3 separate regions of the Mus musculus genome follow, and all the other regions are linked to region 3. The links are chromatin contacts, called in public promoter capture Hi-C maps. All regions are on one chromosome and are shown on one strand. Each heading gives the region's core, a stretch centred on a gene start, on an enhancer-like site or on the middle of the called end of the contact. The rest is flanking DNA. Distances are from core to core; before and after follow the strand shown. Region 1 overlaps Hdac4 (histone deacetylase 4). Region 2 overlaps Hdac4 (histone deacetylase 4). Region 3 holds the start of Olfr1411 (olfactory receptor 1411).

Region 1 (2,700 bases), core at 167-2,666, 630 kb after region 3:
GGGCGAGTTTACTCAGATCCATGCTAGGAACTCCAGCCAGATATGTAAACACAACCAGCCTCCCCTAACCCCTAGATCTGCCAGCCCTCAACAGAAGAGGTTCTGTTCTGTAATAGGAACACTGTCAGGTACAAACAAGCTCCCCTACCCACAAGATGTATGGGCAGCATGGTGTCTGGACTGTGCAAGGCTGTGCCAACTCCTCAGGGGCCCACTCCCACCTCCTGTGGCTGCCTACCCATAAAACGCTGCTTCCTTTCAGACTCTGGCAGAGCCACTCTCCTTGCCCTTGCTGCCTGGTGGTAGAGTCTTGCAGCAGAGCCTGTGGGACTCTAAGAACCAGTCTTGTCCTAGGGTCCACAGCATGCTTTTCAGACTGGGCACTCACAGAGCCAGTGCTACCCTGATCTTCTGACCCTGTCCTTCTCCCCACAGGCTCGCTGACCTCAGTGTTCGTCAGGCTTCCTTGTGGTGGTGTTGGGGTAAGCATTTCTTTAATGTGTAAATAATGTCCTGTTTGTTCTCAGGGCCTCAGTGGTCACAGAAATCATTGCCTTGCTCTCTCGAGTGGGTAATGGCTGCCAGGTGTTTTCCATAAACAGTACTATGGGGTGGGCGGGGCCATCTGGGGCTTCAAAGGGACTGAGAGCGTTTTTGGTTTTTTTTGGTTTTTTTGTTTTTTTTGTTTTTTTTGTTTTTTTTTCACGGAACTCAGGCACCTTTCTTTGGGGAAGGTTGTCTAACAATGCATCTTACTAGGCCACAGCTCTTACGCACCTCATGTGTACACTGTGCCTCATGGCGTACGTTCACAGCAGTGCTACATGCTTGTCCATACAGGCCACAGAGGCCTCTTAGGGAATTGTGGACTTTTCTTGCCACGCTCTAGTTTGTACTCCAGATAGTTTTCTGTGCAGTGACCAGAGCATCCATGGGTCAGATGACATTTGTAAGACATTCTCTGGTTTATGGTGGCCTTGCATTTCTATAACCAGGTGATACGAGTAGCTAGTCACTTGGAGAACAGACTCAGACACACAAATGACAAAAAACTAGGCAGCCGTCAAGATATCTACTCCACCTGTGTAGACAGCCTTAGCTTGTGCTGCCAAATTGGCCTCAGGAGGCAGAGGTTCTGCAGTACTCTTGTCCCCTGGGATAAGAGAGTGGGACCAAGCCTCCTGTCTGATCTTCTGACCTTCAGAGTCACAACAGCGCCTGGTGTGTTGGGCCAACACATGGCCAAACTTGTCCTAGCAAAACCTGTGCTGTGTTTGATCACAGATTGTGAGGTGAAGCTGAGGTCTGGATTCTGTTATGGAAATGAAACAAAATTGTTTTCTTCCTGAGTCTTTACAGAAATCGCTGCTTTGAAAATTGCCCCGTCAGAAAGAGAATGATGGCATCTATTCATACTACCACCAAGCTCTCCTGGAGTTATTTTGTTTTGTATTGTAAATAGGCTGCAATCTCTTAATTCAGGGCAAATTTTTGGCCCAACTTGAAAAGATTTGGATTTGCACTGCCCTGCAGCCAGAGGGTCCTGTGCGAGGCAGCATTTATAATTTGCAAATGAAAACTAAATGCAAGCTCAGACCTAGGGGTCAAACCCAGGCAGACTCCTGCACAACTAACCCCAGATCTGAGGTCCAACCGGCATGCCAAATGAATGCAGGCGTACTGAACAGATGTGAGGGGAGCCCATGGGGCCCAGCCTGCAGAAGGGAGGCCCAGAGGCAGCAAGGCAGCCCAGAAGCTCTGACTTAGTGTCTCTTTGGGTCTCTGCTACAGCCATGGACTCAGTTTTCCTCCCAAGATTTCCAGGGCTCGCTCCCCCTCCACCCACTGAGGTGTCAGAAAGAGCAGTGCAGATGCTATGGGAAATCTGAGACCTGTGTGGGATGAGGAGTGGGGACCTAAGGGCAGGCCCCTCTGTACCTGGAAGCAGCTTCCCATTGCCAGTTCTGTCATATGGTAGTTCTTTTAGAATGTAAAAAACCAATCCTTATTCGCTCTGTTAAGTAAAAGTTTGAAATACTTTTGATCTTTTTTTTCCAAACCAAATAAAAACTCTTCTGTTTTGTTCACCTCATTATTGTGAACTTGAGACTAGTAAAGGCCTGTGTCTTTGACTTCCTGCTCCTGCCCTGCCCTGCCTGGAAATGTAGGCTGGCTTCTGCTGGCTTCTACCTCCTCCGACTGCAACTTGAGCCCCTCATTCCCAGGGCTCACCCAGATTTGCCACATGCTCCGTTGTCAGTATTCAGCTTCATTTCCCAGATATTTCTGTCTGTACTTCCTATAAAGCACTTTCCTCTTGCTCCCGTTAGCATCACCACCCTAACGGAAGCAGCTGGTAGACATAACTGGGGACAAAATAGCAGAAAGTCTTGCCATGATAGCAGCCTGGAATCCTGGGGTTTATTCCTTCCTCTCTGCAGAAAGGAGCTTGGTCAGGTTACAGACACTGACCTGTGATGCCCAGAGAGTAGTCTACAGAGAGTCCTGGAAGAACTGGCACATGTCATGTGTAGTCCCTTCCCCATGTCTTAGACATGCTCTTTAATAAAGTCAAGCTCAAGCTGGAGAGATGACTCCATCCTTAAAGGCTAGGCTCACAACCAAAAACATAAGAGTTAAGTTCCCAGAACCCATGGCTGTCTCTCCAGCCACCAAAAAAGTACAAAGAAAAAAATAAAA
Region 2 (2,700 bases), core at 188-2,687, 510 kb after region 3:
TGTGTGTGTGTATGTGTGAACTGTGAACCATGTGTTTGAGTGCACTAATATTCTCTTGTTGTATATAGGGCTCCATCTCTGGCCTTTAGGGGCCCTTAAGCCCTTTTGATGTGACTTTGTAGTCTGTGATGGCTTCCTTGCTTTGTGACATCTTGTTATGCCGCACAGTTCCCATCCCCACACTGGAACTAACCATTTACTCGGTCCTCATCTCAGGATCTCTGATTACACCAGCAAAGTCACTCTGACATGGAAATAGACATTTATAGGCTGTAGGGATGAGGGTATGGACGCCTCTGAAGGCTGTTGTTGATCTTATCTTCAGAATATATGTGATGGCCTTGAAGGCAGCTCTCCTCAAGCCACTGAAGAAGGAAGAAACCCTTTGAGGAATTTGTCTGTAGGTCAGGAATAGGGTGTAAAACAGCAAGAACTAGTGTTGTGCTTGTCTCAGAATTGAAGGCCTAGAGTTGACCTTCAGCTTCTCATCCTGCAGGTACGATCATGCTCCACCAGGGTCAGATAGCACCAGGCTGTGGTACCTACAGCTAGACAGGCGCACCCATGGGTGGCTGGGAGATGCTATATGTATGCTACTGATGGTGCTCTTGTCCTGATTCTCATGGGTGTGAAACAGTGCCTCATCCTGGCTGCCATGTGCATCTGCTGAGGCTGGATGCTGAGCATCTCTCCATGTGGTCTTTGGCCATTTGCTCTCTCTTTGCAGAGATATCTGCTTAAGTCTTTTGCCTGTTCTCACTTGAGTTATTTGCCTCTTTATGCTTGAATTGTAGATGCTGATTGTGTATTCTGAGTACAGCTCCTTTATGTGATAGCCAGATAACCAATTCCTTTGTGGATAGTATTCTTTAAGACACACTGTGTGTAGCCGGGCGTGGTGGCGCACGACTTTAATCCCAGCACTCGGGAGGCAGAGGCAGGTGGATTTCTAAGTTTGAGGCCAGCCTGGTCTACAAAGTGAGTTCCAGGATAGCCAGGGCTATACAGAGAAACCCTGTCTCAAAAAACCAAAAAAAAAAAAGACACACTATGTGTGTGTATACTTGTGTATTTTGGGGTGTGCATGTATATGCATGCTTGCAGAGGTCAGAGGAAAACCTGAGATGTTGTCATCGGGAATGCTGCCTATGTGCTTTGGGGAAGGTCTCTCATTAGCCTGCAACTCACCAGTTAAGCTAGGCTGGCTAGCCAGTGGAAAGCTTCTAGTTTCAACCTCTCCATTGCTGGGGTTATAAGTGTGCCTCACCACACCCAGAATTTTTACGCTGGTTCTAGAGATGGAATTTACAAGGCAAACGGTTTACTGATTAAGCTATCTTCTTGATAACATCTCCCCCCACCCCCACCTTCTTCTGTAGTTTGTACTTTGCTGTCATATCAGATATTTATTGAACTCACTTTGGGTGGGGTGAGGTGTGGCCCTCTTTCTTGGGACCTAGGCTTCTGGCTTTTGTCAAATGTCAGTGCTGAAAGGCTTCTAGGGCTCTTAGGAGAATGCCTATTTTATGGCCTCACTGGCATCTGCTGTTTCCAGCGGCTAGATTTGTTTTCCCACAGTTGTTTTTAATTGAATGTCCATGAGAAAGTGGCCAAGTAAATTGAAGGTTTCTCAGAGAGAGCCGAGTTTCTTTGTTGGTTTTTTAAACTGTGCTTTTTCATCGTTATTGTGCAGTTTGTTGGAATCTGCGTCATGTAGTGAGTGTTCATTGGGGCTGGGATTGCTGGTCTTTTTGAGCATTACAGCATTAACGAATCCTTTCCTGCTCCGAACAAAAGTCCTAAAAAACATTCTCAAAGCTCTGTAATTTTCAGATGGCTCTTTCCCCTATTGATAGGTTAATCATGGGGCACAGAGCCACCTGGAACTCAGAAAGTAGACATCCAAGCAGAGTAACAGCAGGATTACAGGCAGGCTCTGGCACCTGGGATAAGGTCCCAGCACCTAAGACTGATTTCCTACAGCTCATGTCTGTCCCCTGAGAGTCCAAACAATGCCTGCCAGCAGATGAAAAGCTCTGAAGAGACCATGTGCAACGGTGGCAGATGCGTCATTGTAGACAGTCCCCGAGGATTCAGAGGTGTGTTCTCAGAACCCCAATAATTCCACAGGTGGGGACTTTTGAGACTAGTGCAAAACCCACACAGCACAGTGTAACTATTCAAAATCAGTACCCTGTGCCTGACCTTTGAGTTCTGCACCCTGCACTGCCTTAGGTGCTGACTGATGAGAGAAAACAGAAGGTAGGTTGTGTGTTCACCGCATACATGAGGTCTTTGAGTTGCAAGTGTGCTGGGGAGAGACTAATCAGGCTGTATTAAACCTTGAACTAGATATTTACTGTCTCTCTGACAGAAAGTGAGTCACTGTATTCTTAGGGTGGTATTATAGAATTTCCTGAATTTGGTTTCCTAAGGCCTGTGTATGCACTGGTCGGAACTGGAAGCCACTTCCACCTGCCTATGGTGCTCCTGGCTGGTGCTGCATCTCACTTTGGCAAAAGTGAGATGAAAAAAAGTGAGTGAAAGTTCAGCTACTTCCCCTTTGTGAACTTTATGTCACCGTGGTGCTTCTTGATTCTCTCTGCTCTTTTTTTAGCTCTGCATTTCTCCTTCTAGTTGAGCACATGATTGTCCTGTGGAAATGACAGATTTGTTCCTTCAGCTTGCTGGAGATTGTAT
Region 3 (2,700 bases), core at 5-2,504:
AAAATTGAAAGGCATTCATGATTATTCCCAGCTATGAACCATTTGCTTTATTGTGGCAAGCAAAATGCCTTACTCACATTTTATAAGTATCTGAATAATAATTTTCATTCATTAAATATGTGGTAGATGGTTACATGGACTAAACAATGGAGGAAAGGAATAAAGGTAGAATTCAGTAAAGCAGAAAAGAAAGAAAAACAGAATGAAAAGGGGGAAAAAGGCAAAATAAAGACATCGATTATCATCCAAGGATGTTTTCTTTCCGTCATGCTGACTTGATCCCTACTTGCCTCCTTTCTTCACAAGGCTGTGTCTCTGTCCCAGCCTCCTCAGGGCGTCCTTCACATCCTTGTTCCTCAGACTGTAGATGAGGGGGTTGAGCATGGGGATGACCAGGGTGTAGAAGACAGATATCACCTTGCCCTGTGCCATGGATGCCACTGCTCCAGGCTGGGCATACATGACAAACACAGTTCCATAAAACAAGGACACAGCCATCATATGAGAGCCACAGGTGGAGAAGACCTTGTGCCTCCCAGATCCCGAGTGCATCCTGAGAATGGTCACAGTGATGTAGCCATAGGAAACCAGGACAGCTAAGGTGGTGCTCACAATGATGAACCCACAGAGGCCGAAGAGAAAGAGCTCATTGAGAGCCGTGCTGGCGCAGGCCAGCTGGAGCAGTGGGGGAACGTCACAGTAGAAGTGGTCAATACGGTTGGAGCTGCAGAAGGGCAGCTGGAACGTGAGGCTGGTCTGCACAATGGAGTTCAGGCAGCCACCACAGTAGGTGCCCAGCACCAGACGGGTACAGGTTGTAGGGCACATGGTCACAGGGTACCTCAGAGGACTGCAGATGGCCATGAAACGGTCATAGGCCATCACAGCTAAGAGGAAAGCCTCAGTGGTAGCCAACAAGGAGAAGAAGAAGAGCTGAGTGGCACAAGCCTCAAAGCTGATGACTTTGGAGGTGGAGAGGAAGTTGGCCAGGGCATTAGGGGCAATGGCAGAGGAGTAACAGAGGTCGACAAAGGACAGGTTCTTGAGGAAGAAGTACATGGGGGAGTGCAGGCGGGCATCCAGGGTGATGACCACGATCATGGTGAGGTTTCCCAGGATGGTGACCACGTACAGGACAAGGAACACAGCAAAGAGCAGGGCCTGGGTCTCTGCACCCCCCCCAAATCCCACCAGCACGAACCCCTGCAAGGACACTGCTGAGAGGCTTCCATTCCTGTAGACTGCTATGGCCATGAGTGGGGGCAGCAGAAGAGAGGAAGGTGGAGGGAGAGAGAGGGAGCAGGTCTCATTGGCGTCGTCAGATGTTCCACAGCCTGCAGGAACCTGTTGGTGCCACTGTGCAAAAGTTCACCAGATGCTCTGCTGTGCTGGTCTGACCTGAAAGTGGACATTTCCTCTGACTTTTTTGTTCATGGGATGTGCTGAGCACTGTCTGTGTAGGACGCTGGACTGTGGATCTAAGGGTGCAAAGAGGCTTCCTGAGCCACGTGACTATTAGGTACAGACTTTGGCCTCCCTACAGCTGCCTCTGGGTTGCTTGCTATCCACCTCCAAGGACATTCCTGAGTGACACCATTCAGGAGCCACCCAAGAGCCCCACCCTACCCTTTCATGTTATTTACAGTCTGTAAAATGAACATGAGGATCTGCTGACCTCCCAGCAGCCAGATTGGGTCATCTTATCTTTACCGGGTTGGAAATCAGGGTAAGAAAATGACTCTTACCACCCTGAGGCCATGCCTTTGTTCCCTATAGGGCTCTGCTCTCCCCTAGGCAGCTCTTACTCTAGGCCTGGTCCATAAATGCAATGAACATGCAGCGCCTCTGCTTGCTTGAGCATGTTAGGGGTTCCTGTCAGTCAACACCTATATATGATGTGTGGGTGGCCTAGGCCCATGTTCTCTGAAACAGCGAGGCTGGTACCATGCATATTGGCTTCCAACTCGATCTCCCTGACATCTCTGTTACCTGTTTCACTTTGGCTTTGGGGGTTTACCTTTCCAGTTGGAAAAGCAGACAGGCTAGCCTCTGCTTAACACCTGCTGTCTATTCCCAGTCACTTTCTCTTCCTCTTAGGGATCAGAGCAGTAGGTGAGGAACACCCTCTTGGGACTGGTCATGGGACCATTCTGTAGGTCCCTGAGATGGATGCAGGAGGCTTCTGGAGTTGGGAGCCTAGATAGCTAGAGGCAAGTATCTGCTTGACATCACCTTTTGGGCTCAAGGATGCTGTGAACGAGATGGGTTCAGTTGTTGCAAAACTCACCACTGCCATCCTCCATATACAACATACAGTGCAGACATGGATCCTGGAGGACCCTGTTGGAGTCCACCATCTACTATGAAGTCCAGTTTCCCAGTGCAAGCACAAATGATCATTTTCTCTTCATAGGTACATGGGGCTTTTGTGCTCACTCTTGACACGCCCACCAGGGGAGTAGGGGGTCTCAGAACTAACCACACAGGTTTCCATTGTAGTAAACGTGATGAAAATATGCGTGCCATGTCTGGATTTTTGCTTCCTGCTGCAGCAAGGACAAACATGATCTCTCCAGTTTTCAAGGGATACAGGATACCCACAGAATCAGTGGAACAACTGGTGACAGGGAATTGAAGGGATAGCCTGTGCTCACCTAGGCCCTGCCACTCCTGAGCCTGTACCATGATTGAACACAGAGC

Evidence for each region. Promoter capture Hi-C pulls out the DNA fragments that hold promoters and counts their contacts.
Region 1: a promoter capture Hi-C map of embryonic stem cells shows a contact between it and region 3, with 4 times the contacts expected there. The contact joins the enhancer-like site here to the promoter of Olfr1411 in region 3. A contact is called at or near these places in 15 of 39 promoter capture datasets (the 3T3-L1 cell line, the C10 cell line, the HPC-7 cell line and 8 more), 34 of 484 Hi-C or Micro-C datasets (the Ba/F3 cell line, CD8 T cells, the G1E-ER4 cell line and 21 more), 1 of 115 datasets of contacts at active chromatin or transcription factors (bone marrow-derived dendritic cells) and 4 of 9 other capture datasets (adipose tissue, embryonic stem cells, embryonic trunk and 1 more).
Region 2: a promoter capture Hi-C map of trophoblast stem cells shows a contact between it and region 3, with 2.1 times the contacts expected there. The contact joins the enhancer-like site here to the promoter of Olfr1411 in region 3. A contact is called at or near these places in 9 of 39 promoter capture datasets (cranial neural crest, embryonic stem cells, frontonasal cranial neural crest and 6 more) and 2 of 9 other capture datasets (adipose tissue and liver).

Annotation. Positions count from the first base shown.
Region 1 is chr1:91,962,562-91,965,261 of GRCm38.p6, reverse strand. Hdac4 (histone deacetylase 4) reads left to right here. Exons shown (of 27, transcript NM_207225.2): 17 at 436-482. Among named protein-coding and RNA genes, the nearest start is that of Gm46242, 84 kb to the right of the region's middle. RefSeq lists an enhancer at 1-2,334. Within about 2 kb of position 1,416, at least 23 of the 459 cell types and tissues checked have an H3K27ac peak or open chromatin away from gene starts, as enhancers often do. A contact at or near this core is called in embryonic stem cells, neural stem cells and palatal mesenchyme, where this site is marked.
Region 2 is chr1:92,082,873-92,085,572 of GRCm38.p6, reverse strand. The region is part of intron 2 of Hdac4 (histone deacetylase 4); the gene reads left to right. Among named protein-coding and RNA genes, the nearest start is that of Hdac4, 96 kb to the left of the region's middle. Within about 2 kb of position 1,437, at least 47 of the 459 cell types and tissues checked have an H3K27ac peak or open chromatin away from gene starts, as enhancers often do. A contact at or near this core is called in liver and trophoblast stem cells, where this site is marked.
Region 3 is chr1:92,595,075-92,597,774 of GRCm38.p6, reverse strand. Olfr1411 (olfactory receptor 1411) reads right to left here and starts at 1,254. Exons shown (of 1, transcript NM_146490.1): 1 at 283-1,254. The coding sequence starts at 1,254. The coding sequence ends at 283.